Regions from separate parts of the Gossypium hirsutum genome. Here region 2 is linked to region 1. A link is a contact called in public Hi-C data. All regions are on one chromosome and are shown on one strand. Each heading gives the region's core, a stretch centred on a gene start, on an enhancer-like site or on the middle of the called end of the contact. The rest is flanking DNA. Distances are from core to core; before and after follow the strand shown.

What was found. A called contact is a pair of places that touch in the nucleus more often than the background predicts.
Region 2: a contact with region 1 is called in a Hi-C map of leaf, with 2.9 times the contacts expected there. The contact joins the promoter of LOC107922106 here to the enhancer-like site in region 1. A contact is called at or near these places in 3 of 34 Hi-C or Micro-C datasets (all in leaf).

Annotation. Positions count from the first base shown.
Region 1 is chrD01:30,143,158-30,147,140 of Gossypium_hirsutum_v2.1, forward strand. No RefSeq gene overlaps it. Among protein-coding and RNA genes, the nearest start is that of LOC121213623, 48 kb to the right of the region's middle. Within about 2 kb of position 2,319, at least 7 of the 9 cell types and tissues checked have an H3K27ac peak or open chromatin away from gene starts, as enhancers often do. A contact at or near this core is called in leaf, where this site is marked.
Region 2 is chrD01:30,349,008-30,352,990 of Gossypium_hirsutum_v2.1, forward strand. It overlaps LOC107922106, which reads left to right and starts at 2,249. Exons shown (of 16, transcript XM_016851953.2): 1 at 2,249-2,429; 2 at 2,638-2,707; 3 at 2,928-3,029; 4 at 3,179-3,232; 5 at 3,364-3,559; 6 at 3,642-3,901. The coding sequence starts at 3,225.

The DNA.
Region 1 (3,983 bases), core at 1,069-3,568:
TTTATTTCGTCTGTAAAAAAAAATCCACTTTATGTGTAATTTCCTTTTATCTTTCTCACTTTTCCTTATACTTTTTCCTATTTGAACTTGTGAGATTAAATAGTTATATGTAAATATGATTGGACTGGCCCCAATCCTAAACCATGGCCCCGAATCCAAAAGATACTGGCCCATTTGTTGGAAAGCACATGGTTGATTATTTAATATAACATTAATTTCTTAACAATGAGAAAGAGAAATTTATAAACATAGAGATCCAACTTTAGGTTACATGCCAATCAATTTATAATTCATACAAGTTTATCACAACTTTAATTTAGTAACGAAAGAAACTTGAATTCCTAATTTTGAATCTTATTTTATATAAATTATATGACTTATTTTTAGTTTTATTTTATTTTAAGTCCTATTATATTTTTTAATAGAGTATATTTTTTAAATTTCATAGCGTGAGTTATGCTGTTTATTATTATTTTTTATTTTTTTATAATTTGATTTCTAACCTATCCCATCATACATGGAATTTAAAAGAAAAAAAAGTTGTTAAGTTAGTGAATCATGTGTGGCTTAATGGTTAAGGTGTTTCCCGCTTCAGATATGATTTGGATTTGAATCGCGTTGCTATTAAAACTTTATCCTCATCTTATAATTCACCAAAAAAATTAAAAATTGTTAAGTTGATATTTCTAGTTTGAAACCGTTAAATACATAGTCATTTAACTAGGGGTGTTCAGTCGATTAACCGACCCGAAATAACATTAACCGAATTAACCGACCTTTCAAATTTTTTAATCATTAACCGAACCAAAAATTTTTCAGTTAATTCGGTCGGTTAACCGAATTAACCGAAAATTATATTTTTCTATTTTTGGTTAAAAATTAACCGAATTAACTGAATTACCAGAATTAACCAAATTAACCGAATTACCCGAATTATATGTTTTTTTTTTTAGACTTTAGTTTTAGTTTTAGTATTAGAATTTTATTTTTATTTATTAAATTATTTGTAATTTTTATGATTGGGTTGAGTTGGGTAATTAGGCTGCGTTGGATACTTGAGTTTGGATTGGGTTTAGGTGAATAGTGGGCCTATTTATATATTATAATTTTATTTATTAATTTTTTCGGTTAAACTAAAAAAATTCATTTAACCGGTCGGTTTCGAATCGAATTAACTATTAACTAAATTTGGTCGGTTAACCGAATTTTTTTGGTTTTACCCAAATTTTGCACTCCCCTACCTTTAACCCTTTGAATAAACAAGTTGATTTTGTTGGCATATATTAAATTGTGTAATTACTCTTCTTGGGCTTACTTGTGTGTATGGCAATCCTAGAAATGCCATGATGCACTTAAATAGATACAGAAAACTGTTCGAGTAGGAGGAAGAAAACTGGAAAAGCTTGAAATGGAGGGCATTAAAAGCTTGTTTGATCGTTTCATAGTTGAAGGGAACACAGACCCAATAGTGAAGAATGAGCAAGAATTGGGGTCATGTAGAAGTGTCAAGAGTAAGAGATTTGAAGACAATAGATATAGCTGCTCAAGATTGAGGTCCGAAAAGGACACTTATACCACGTTTGGTTTACTGTAATGGAATAAAGCTGTAATGGAATAGAACTGTAATTAGTAATTCAATTGTTTGGTTGAATGAAATGAAATATAGCTCTAATAGTATTCTTGTGTTTAGTTGAATGGAATAAATGTTATAATAGTATAGGAACAAAGCTGAAATGACCAGAACACCCTTAATAGAATTTTTTTAAATAGATATTATTGTTGTTAAATTTTAATAAAAATAAAAATAAATAATTTAATCATATTTTAATAATATTATTAAATATAATTTAATAATATACAATTAATAACATTTTTAATATAATTATGTCTTTATTTTTCTAAAAATATTAAAAAACCAAAATATATCCTTTAATTAAACTTAGTGATCATTTTGTAATTTTTTAAAATTGAATGACCAAAATATAAACTTATTAATAATTTAATGATTTAAGTGTAATTTACCCATAAAATTCCACTAAATACCCAAGCCCACCCACAAAAATCCCAAAATGTACCAGTCATCATCATTTTCTTCCCTGATTATTTTTCCCTTTCACCAAAATTTTTCATCAACAATTATTCTTAAAATTGCTTCATTCCAACAATTTTTTTGTTTGAATAATGTTAGACTTTTATTTAGAAAAATAAATCAAAAATAAACAAAGCCCAAAAAATAAAAGATTAATAGAAGTGGGCTGAAACAAGAACAAACTAAAGCCCAGCAACCCAATCTAGGAGAAAACTCTAGAAGCCACCGATGCTTCAGCTAATGAAACAAAAGCAGTAAACTTTCCTAAAAAGCAACAAACATCGATTAATCAATCCCCTTCCCAAGCTTCTTCAACCTTTCATCTCCTACAAAAATGTCCTTTCCAGATCCTACATCCACCCAAGACTCCCCTCCCTTGAATCAGAAAACATATGTTCAGAGAGCCTTCCCCTTTGATCCCTTTCCACTTCTTCTCTGACAAAATCAGGAACTCTGTCTCGCAAGCATTGATGTATCCCTCGTTTTATTCCTTCAATAGCCAACAGATGGGCAACACCATTCCAACATTTTTATTTTATCTAAAATGATAAAAATATTTATCCTTCCATTCTTATCTACTTGTTATGCTTAGAAATTTTGGATTCCAAAATTCCCAAAAAGTAACCAGCCATGGCTTTCTTTTCTACCTTAAAGACCAAACAGTAGCAAAGATGAAGAAACATGCAAGTTACTTACTCAAAAATTTAAGCAAATTTAGTTCCTTTAGGTATTCCTATATATGGGTTGTTTTTTTTTCTTTGTATTATGTTTGAGTGTTTGAGATTGAGATTATTGAGTCTCTTTTTTTAAAGATAAATGTTATAAAGTTTTTTTATTTTTTCTGCCATAGTTTACTTGTTGCAATGTTCAGATTAAAGTGTTGTTGTTTTTGATTGATTTTCTTTGTTTAATTTTGGAGTTTTAGATGATTTTCTGCATGGATAAATTGGGTAAAAAAAGAAATCTATTTCGGGAATCGTCGAATAACCCATTTACGTTATGTTTGGTTTGGTGTATTGGCATAGCCAATACACCGCTAATCGGTGGGCCCCACCTAATTCGGGTGTATTACGTCATTTGGTTTGATGTATTGGTAATACGCACTTAATCCATTACCTTCCTAATCGGTGAAAACCATCGATTTCTATTCCCCCTCTTTTGCCCAGATTTGCTACCGATTCAGCATCACCTCCCTGATTTACCCTCCCCCGATCCCCTTTGTTTCTCTTCTGTTCCTTCATCCGATTTCCTTCCTTGTTTCTTTGCTTTTCTTTCCTGCCGATTTTCTCCCAGTCACGCATCTTTTCTGCCGATTTGCTCCCTCCATTTCTTTTCTTTTCTTTTTCTCTCTGCCACTCTTTCGATTGCCTTCTCAACCAATCGACCTTTTTCTTTTCTTGTTCTCTCTGTCACTCTTTCAATTGCTCTCAGTTGGTGGGTCTCCAGGTTACTGCAACTGAAAGGTAAAGGAATGGAATCACTGTAATGAGTTTCAACTCTCTTTTTTCTTTTCTTTTCTTTGCTAACTCTCTTTTTCTCTCTGTAATTAGTTTCAATGGCTGCCTTGTAGTGTCTTTAGCTTTTTTCTGCATGTTAGCAGATTCGAATCACTGCCTTGTTAGTGCAGTGACTTCTTCATCGATTATTACACTGTTAACCTAATCGATTTCCCCTTTTCCGATTACAGGTTGTTCTTCATATATCTCTGCCCCGATCAAGTCAGTACAGGTTAGTTTCCCCGATTGCATGTTTCTATTGCTGTTTATTTTCTATTGCTGTTTATTTCCCTTTGAGTCATCATATATCATTGAAGTAAAAGAGATGTTTATCTTCATCTGTTGTGCATGTATATGATTGAAATATAGATTTGTTATCTCGGTCTCTGTTATCATTG
Region 2 (3,983 bases), core at 999-3,498, 210 kb after region 1:
TCAGGTAGGGGTTTTTAGTTTTAAAAACTCTGCAACTACCTCACTTTTCACTCATTTTTCACTCAAATTGAGAGCTTTTTCTCTCATTTTTTTATTTTTTTTTCATAAATCAAATTCCAAAAAATAGATCTAAAGCTTTTCTCTCCCAAAATTCTCTCTAAAATCTCTTGAAATAATTTTCAAATTTGGGAAAAAAGTCATCCAAATTTCTTCAAGCATTTTGAGTCAAACATCCAAATCAATGATTTGAGTTCAAGTGAAGTAATCCTCATCAAGATCCTAATGGAAAAAGAAAGTTAGATTTGGATATTCTAAAAAGATAATTATTTAAGATCCTTTAATAAAAAAATATGAACAAGTTGAAAATACAACTAGAATTTTTGGTAATCAAACTGAAAATATTACTACTAATGAAATAAAATTTGAAAATTTAGGAGAGTTGTCTACCCAACCTATTCGATATAGGATAGACGATCTAAATAAAAGAAATGTTGCTCAAGGATGAATGTAGATCTTACAAATATTCCTATAGCATACTATGAAAAAACCATAGATGATTGGGCACAATCTATGACTATAGTTGTTAACAACAATACTTGGTCAAAAGAAAATTTTTTAAATTATTTTGTTGGAACATTTCAAGGAGACGTTCTACAATTCTTAAGAAGATGGGAAGAATCTGAAAAAGGAAAAGAACAAAAATGGCAGTTAATCAATCAAATTCAAACTCCCAAAGATGTATTAAAAGGATTAACTTATATTCTAAAAACATAATTTTGTGGCTATATTGATAAAAAAGATCAAGATAGTCTATCTAGTTATGCTTTGTCAAAAATTAAATTATATGATAATTAGATATTTAGAAGATTTTTCTAAGAAATTTCTTCATGAATATCAAAAACTAAAAAAATAAAAATATAGAATTTTGGAAAAAAATAATATTTCCATAAATTACCACCACCATGGGATGAGATATGTATAAAAAAGTATGACTCTTATTTAGAAAAACAGAGTAAAATATCTAGTGTGGATTAAGAAACTATAGACTCTATAGGAAATAGAATTAATTTTGCGAAGGAAAGAATAACTAGTTATTGTTTACAAAGTAAAGCTTCTAAACAAGTTAAGCATAAATTAAGTAATAAACATTGTACAAAAATTCTAGAAAATGAATGAGAATTGGGATGTAAATCAGTACATCCTATTACTTATAGAAAACATAAAAAGAAAAATAGGAGATATAAGCTATTTCGATGGAAACCACAAAATAAGATAAAAAATTCTGGTAAGAAGAAAAAATTCGTTAGAAGAAAATTTATAAAAATCCTAAAAACTATGTAAATGTTTTATATGTGATGAAGCATGCCCTATAGCACCAAATTGTCCTAATAAAGGAAAAAAAGTGCAAGAAAAATGATTAAAATACTTGAAGAATAAGATTTAGAAATATGTTCTGAAAAGGAAATAAATCATGATGAAATATTATATGAATTAATATCAGAAACAGATTCTTATACAGATGATGAAGAATATATATATTTATGTTCAATATAGGAAGTAGTTCTAATAATTAGTTAGAAGAAATTCCTAAGAATAAACATAAATATATATTCTTCATCATCTGTATCAGAATCTGTTTCTAATATTAATTCATATATATGGTGCGGGAAAGAAGGAGAGGGATGGGTCCAGGGAAAAGGGAAAGGATGAGTGTAGGGTGGGGAATTTTCAGTTTCTTTAATATTAATATAATATTTTAATTTATTATTATAATTTTTAAAAATATTTATTTATTTTATATATTTTTAAATTTTATAATTTATATATTATGATTTCTTGTCAATAATATATTTTTTATTTTTATATATTTTTACATATTTCTTTAAATTTTTTAGAATTAGAATCAAATTGAGATCAATTGTAAATTTTGAGGGTTAATTTTTTAAAATTATGATTAAATTGATATAATATGTAAAAGTTGAGGGTTAAATTTGTTATTATATCAATTTTTTAAATTGTTATACCAAGTTATTGATTGTGATTTTAAGGAAAGTGACTAAAATAACCAAATTATATAATATGATTACTTAAATTACAAAATTTTTATTTTAGGTGCCTAAAATAAAAAATTTTGATAGTGGGTTGATTACATAGTTTACCCTTTAAAAAAAATACAATGTTGTAGGATGGGATAAAGTTTCGAGGTAAATTACATCTCAACTAATCCCAAAAAGAAATTAAAAACAAAACTTGGGCGGTGGCTCTCGTACGACGGCGTTTTGTGTCCCCTAATTTTCAGATAAAGACCGTTAGGTGTAGTTTGACAAGTAAACTCGATTCAACAACGATCAAAACCCAATTCTTTTAGATTTGATACCATAGAATTTTGTTCCCTGAATCCCGCGTGATAAAAATGTTGAATTTCCCAGGTAATTCTTTCTTTTTTTTCGGTCTTAGATTCTGCTAATTAGTTTGTTTTTTAAAGTTAAATCAGTTCTTGGATTTTATTTTTATTTTCAGTCTTTCTTATCAATTTAATTGAAAACCCTAATTTCATCAATTCATGAACGATTCCCACCCTATCAATCTTTGAAGTTTTTAAAATTATGATATATGTACTTTTTTGTTCTTTATCAGAGCTGTGGATATGAAAGAAAAGAAAACAATCTCTCCACTTAGACGCATTTTAGTGAATTGTACGGCACAGGTTTGTCCATGAAGTCTCAATTTGTTCTACTGATTTAGTATCATTACATCTAGTTTCGGGATTTTCTTTTTTTGTTTGCAGTACGCTTTAAGTTCATGAATGAGTAATTTGAGGTTGAAAATGAACAAAAATATGATTGCAGAAAGATATTACCTTGAACCTGCTGTTTAATTCTGCTTGTGGTTAGCTCATTGTTTCGACTACAATGTTGTCTTTTCAGGCGAATGAATACGGGGCCTGTGTTGCAGCAAAAGTTCCTGAAGTTGAACGTGATATGTGTTTGAAAGAATTTCTTGCACTAAAGACTTGCATGCAGAATACGGTATCCATATTCTAGGATTGCTTAGGAACATATTTTTATATTAAAAAAGAAATACACCGTATTTGATAATTGGGTTGCAAAGATCTTATCTTTTTCCTTCTTGAAAAACTGTGCTAAGAATTAGTTTTCTACTTTCTTTTGATTTATAGCTCCGGGGAAAGGTGTAATATTTGGAGCTTTGGGTTTGCAGTTTGTATGATAAGGTAAACCCAATAAACCTTTCTGTTTATTCTTTGATGCTAGTCTTTAAGCTCTGATACATTCTTTCTTTTGTACTGATACTATCTTTTGTGCTTTATTAGTGTTATTATTCACCAGCAATTTGCATTTTCAGGCTAAAAGTACAAGATAACCTTAGAAAGATGGCCTGGAAAGCTTCAAGTTCGCAAGCTAGTGTTGGTGGTCTGGGATCTGGTGCTCTATCACATGTTTTCATACAATATCCCCCTCTCCGTTGCAACATTCCTGGATCAAGAGGTTTCTATTATGATGATGGAAATAAATTACTCATCTCTCCTACATCTGACCAGGTTTAATAGTTCTGAACTTAAATAACATTGTAGAAGCTTTTTAGATATTGCAGTTCCATATTTTACATTCTTTTTTGCACAGATCTTTTCGTGGAAAACTGCTCCATTTTCTCCTCTTGCTGCCCCTATCACTGATTCGATAACTGAAGGGCCTATCTGTTCTGTCCGGTTTTCTCTAGATGAAAAGATTATAGCAGTCCAACGGTCCAATATTTCTATACAATTTTGGCATAGAGAAACAGGGGAAACTTTCACTCACAGGTGCAAATCCGAGTCAGAGAGTATACTGGGGTTCTTCTGGACAGATTGTCCATCATGTGATATTGTAATTGTGAAGACCAGGTAGGGAGAAGTTTCCTGTCTGTCTTACCTGTACAGTGGATAATGATTTTGTCATTGTGTATATCTCAAACTGATGTTTTAC